Linked DNA regions of Hordeum vulgare: region 2 is linked to region 1. Evidence: chromatin contacts called from public Hi-C data. All regions are on one chromosome and are shown on one strand. The core of a region is the stretch at or near the end of the contact, and the rest is flanking DNA. Distances in the headings are between cores, read along the strand shown.

The links. Hi-C and Micro-C count contacts between places; a contact is called where the count stands out from the background.
Region 2: a Hi-C map of leaf shows a contact between it and region 1, with 2.3 times the contacts expected there. The contact joins the promoter of LOC123445119 here to the enhancer-like site in region 1. A contact is called at or near these places in 2 of 6 Hi-C or Micro-C datasets (leaf and seedling).

The regions. Positions count from the first base shown.
Region 1 is chr3H:563,772,351-563,775,053 of MorexV3_pseudomolecules_assembly, forward strand. No RefSeq gene overlaps it. Among protein-coding and RNA genes, the nearest start is that of LOC123445115, 140 kb to the left of the region's middle. Within about 2 kb of position 1,316, at least 2 of the 3 cell types and tissues checked have open chromatin away from gene starts, as enhancers often do. A contact at or near this core is called in leaf, where this site is marked.
Region 2 is chr3H:564,118,455-564,121,154 of MorexV3_pseudomolecules_assembly, forward strand. LOC123445119 (ubinuclein-1-like) reads right to left here and starts at 1,378. Exons shown (of 13, transcript XM_045122053.1): 1 at 738-1,378; 2 at 304-390; 3 at 138-230. The coding sequence starts at 1,052.

The sequences.
Region 1 (2,703 bases), core at 66-2,565:
ATTGAAGGGCTGACTAGGAGCTCTATATGAGTGCGGGCGTCGCTCAGATCGCCAGCTCGTGGCGCCAACTAGGTTACCCGCACGATACTAACATACGCTTGGCCCAGCTCATGGCACAAACTAGCCTTGCCTCAAGCTAGCACATGGTGATTCTTCATGAATGTTCTTAAACTCGCAAATGGTGTCAGGATTATAACTTTTTATTTTGTTTTAAGTGGTGTCATTATAATCCCAAAATTCGCAAATATTCTTAGGTTGCCGGGATTATAATTTTTTGATTTGTTTTAAGTGGTGTCAGTTATAATCCCAAAATTCGCAAATTAGGTTGCGGGGATTATAAATTTTTGATTCGTTTTATGTGGTGTAAGTTCAAGTCAATTTGAACAAAATGTCCTGAACTAAGGAAACGTGAACATAAAGGAAAAAATCACAAATTTGGAAAAGAATGCTGATTCAAAAATATTCTCAAATTCACAAACTTTCATGAATAAAAAAACAGAAATGAAAGGAAAGCGGGAAAAACTTATATTATATATATTTGAAAAAGGATCATGAATTCAAAAAAAATCTTTAATTCATATATGTTTATGAATTCAGAAAAACTCATGAGTTACAAAAATAACGAATTAACAAATTCCAGAATTTTGAAATATGTTCATGAGATCCAAAAATGTTCCTGAAATAAAACACTGCTCAACATTTCAATAATATTGACGAATTCATTTTTTTACGGGATTTAAGAAATGTTCACAGATTCAGGAACTATGCACTAATTCAAAAATAAATATAAAGAATTCAGAAAATGTTAAAGGATTTGTAAATTGTTCGCACATTCAAAGATGTTTTAGAACTACAAAAAACTTCATGAAAATCTATGGATAGAGAATTCATTCATGGATTTGAAGAAATGTTCACAAATTCGTAAAAGATTCGTGATTAGAAAAACTATTTGTGAATTCGAAAAATTCTCTCGAAATTTCCTGAAATTGTGAACACATCTTGAATTTCTGAGCATTAAAAAAACTTGAACTGTTTTGTGATATTATCAACCATTTTAATTTTCAAGCATTTTTTGAGTTTGTTGTTCCTTTTTTAAAATTTGGAAAGAAAACAAGGAAGCATAGAAAAGAACAAATAGCAGAAAAATATAAGGAAAATAGAAAAGAAATTCAGGAACTTTGGAGAAGGTTCCCAAAACTGATTAGGATCCTTTCAGAAAGTTTTTATAATTGGCCGGCCTGCCTAGCCTACGCGAGTGAGTGATTGCTACCAGCGATATATGACGGGAGCTCCGAATCAGCGTTTCAGGCGCCCGTTAACCTGGACCGGACCACTAGCATCGTCGCGAGCTGTCTATCTTTTTGTGCTGTTTTTATTCTGTTGATACAGTAGAGAAAAATAGCCCAGATTTTCTATTTGTTACAATAATAGAAATATGAAATAACCAAATATTTACATATTTAAATAAAAAGGTTCATCCATTTCAAAAAAATCATATCTTTCAAAAAGGTTCATCTGTTTTAAAAAAGTTCATCAATTTAAAAAAACGTTCATTAAAATTTTAAAAAGTTCATCCAATTTGGATAAAGTTCATTAAATTTGTCAACAAGTCATTAAATTTGAAACTAGTTCATAGAAATACAAAAAAACTTGTATTTAAAAAAAATCATTGAACTGATACAAAAATTCATAAATATTAAAGAAGTTCATCAATTTTTAAAAAGTTCACCGGTATTCAAAACAATTCATAGAATTTCAAAGTTGATCGAATTTTAGAGTAAAGTTTATCAATTTTAAAAGATATTCATTAAATATTTATAAAAGATCATTAATATTTAAAAAACTTCATTGAATTTTTGGAGAAATGGTTGGTCACCCGGCATCTAGATGGAGAGGCCCATTTAAGAACGCTGCAGGCGTCAGTTAACAATATGCACGTTAACTGAGGCCTGCAGCGTCAAATAGGAAATGCCATATATGAGAGCCGCGTTGGAGTTAAAAGTTCAAAAGTTGCTAACGACCGTTTCTATTTAGCGTTTCAGGCACCTGTTAGTTGTGTTTTTGTAAAAGGACTCGTAAAGCACTTCCATGATGGCCAGCCCATCTCCTCATTCTTCTTCCTAATTTTTAGACGCAAGCAAGGCACCGTGGCAAGTGACTGAACCTGTAACCTCGGCTACGAGCTAAGCTACCCTAACCACTGCACCACATTGCCCGTTATGTTAACTTGTATCATATTACTTCCTTTCTTCATTCATCTTTCCTTTTCGTTTTCTCGTTCTTTAATTTTTAGTTTCTGATTTTTATTTTTTTAGTTTTTGTGGTCCGATGATTTTTGTAATAATTCCTGAACTTTTTCTTAAAATTGATGAATAAGGAGTAAAATTCAATGAACCTTTAAACTTTAATGAATTGATTTTTCAATTTGATTTTTTCAAATTCAATTATTTTTAAAAAATCAATGAACTGTTTTTCCAAAATAAACATATTTTTTAAAGTCCATAATCTTGAATAAACTTTATTTCAATTCCAATGAATTATTTTCAAAATCCACGAATGTTTTTCAAATATAATGAAATTCTTTGAAAGTCAATGAGTTTTTTTTCAAATTTAGAAATCAATGATTTTTTATTCGAATTCAATAATTTTTTTCAATGTTGTTAAACTCCTTTTCAAAATCGTTGAACCTGTCGCAAATTCGAT
Region 2 (2,700 bases), core at 128-2,627, 350 kb after region 1:
ATTACACAACAATATACAGAGCAGGTAGAAGTTTATTGGTGCAGTACACATCAATCAGATCAGAAAAGATACAGAAGAACCATATGGTCGTTCTCATATGTATATAAGATAAGGCTAAGTAGAATTGAGCAACCAACCAATTCAGCGTCATCAATAAAAGAATCATCAGTGTCATATTGATCGTCGTCCGGTACATCACCAAGATCTTCTTCATCGCTGCTATGTTTACCCTGGCAATTTGAATAGAGTCATAACTCAGTGCATGGACAATTTGGAGTGAAATAATGTCATTATTCGTTTTACCATGTAAAGGCGCTCAATTTTCTCGATAACGGCATTGAACCGATTTGGCTGTGCTGGATCTTCTGGGTCATTTTCTGCAGGGTGTGCCTGATTTTGAATAGTATAATAAACTCGATGTTAAACACACAGAGCACTCCTCGTATGTTCAGCATGCACTATCTGAAACCAAAATGCTTGGTGAAGAGCAATGTATGTGGAATGATAAGGTTGTGGCATGACCAACTACTACAAGAATTACAAAGACAGAAGGAAATGATACTGAACTACTGAAATATCGCACACTTGGCTTCTAGTGCCCTTGCAGCTATTTTGACAGAGAAAACGAGCACACCGATGCAATTATGCATCTAGCCGCAGGTCAAATCTGCGCAGCAAACTATCACACCCAAATCAATCGACAGACAGACAACACCCAAAGCAGGAGCACTGCTTACCGCAGCGGGCGGGCCCGGTTGTGCAGCAACGGCAGGCTCCGCCGGCACCACTGCCAGCGGCTGCGAAGGTGCGGCCGCCGCGTGCCCGGCCTCCTTCAGCAGCTTCTTCCACGACACAATGGTGGTCTCACCGGGCCGGAGCTCCACGGAGAACACCTGCCTGCGGCACCCCGCCGCGGCTCCCGCGACCGCGGCGGCAGGCGGCTGCTGCGCGGCGAGAGGCTGCGGGGCCGCGGCAGCGGAGGGCGCGGCGGCCGTAACCCTAGCGACGGCGGGCGCGGCGGAGGAGGAGGGGGCGGCGACGGGGCCTTCCATCGCGACGCGGGGAGGCGGGGACGGTGTCGGGAGGTCACAGCATTAGATCGAGCCGCGGCGACAGACGGCTAGGGTTTTGGAGGGTTGGGTGTCACGGGGCGGAGGAGCGAGGAGTGAAGGGAGACGAGAGCGCCCACGGTTTCGCGTGGGGAGAGGATTAAAGGAGGCGAGGAGAGGAGGAGGCCGTCGGATTCGGTCGGGGAGAAGGCGGCGGGTGGCGCGGGGATGGGAGCGAATGCGGACGGCGACGCGCGGCGGGGCGGGGTGTGGGATAACCGCCGAGTCGTGTAGCTTTCTCGTCGCCGTTGGCTCGCGGTCTCGCCGCCGTCGGCTCGTGGTTTTAGAGGAGGGAGCCGCGCCTGGGCTTTGGACCTGTTTTTCCTTCCTTGACCTGCTTTACGGCATGCTCGGTCCACATTTGCTATAGCATTTAAAGTTGCACCGGCCCATGGTTTTGGGCCAACGTTTCTAGCCCGTGCTAGCCGTGTTAGGGAACCCTTTTCGTTGTCAAGGATAGATTTGACTTACCACCCCTCGGAAAAAGGATAAATTTATAACGTAATCACCCTGTTGGAGGTGCAGTTTGTATTTTTTTAAGACCGTACACACGAGCCGCTCATATATACATACATACATTCATTTCTATAAATATACACATACATATTCTATTTCTATGAACACCTTCAAAAGATTAGACGGACACATCATGTTGACAATGACGAAGTTACCACAAATGTCTTCATAGTGGACGGAAACACTGTTTCCTCTCACTATATGCACGTCATCAAAAGTTCTAAAATAAATCAAAAAAAAAAATACGAGCACCATGTAAAGTTTAGGACTTGAAACTTGATGGATTAAGACACCTCTGTTTTTCTAACCATCCAACCACGGATTGATTTACAATGCAGTTCACATTTTAGCACGAGATAGTGGCATAGATCCATTTACACAAACAATAAAGTTATATACTCCCTCTGTTGACAAATATAATATGTTTTGATACTTCAGTGTGGACTATATACGCTCTAAAATGAGTGAACAAATGTATACCTAATGACTAAACAAATCTATACCTACTAAATATAGTGTATCAAATAGAAGACATGGCCTTGTAAAATCTTGAACTAAGTGTTTTTTGTTGCAACGCACAAGTCCTTTTGCTAATACAATAAAATTTGTCTATATACATCTGATTCGGTAAAAAGTTATATCATCTTATATTTGTGAAAGGTGCGAGTACAAAAACATTTGTGCAATTCATACTAAACTTTAAACTTTGTAAGAAGTTTATTTGCACGTGTAGCACCATAGCGGACGGCTAAAAGTGTACTAATAATGTCAAAGAAGGTAGGGTAGACTAAACTTGATATGAGGGAGTCCGTAAAAAGAAATCTGAAGCATTGAAGTATCATCAAAGAACTAGCCATAAACAGGGGTCTCTGGAAGCATGCTATACATGTGTGAGAACCATGAAGTGATTGCGAGATCTTATGAGTTTTAAATCTAGCCTACCCTATTTGTTTAGGACTAAAGATTTTAGTGGTGGTGGTGGCGTTGTTGTTGTTGTTGTTGTTGTTGTTTGACTAGTCTTAGTTGGCTCTCGTTTTATATCTCTCCACGCTCGTGAGAAACTTTTAGTCATTAA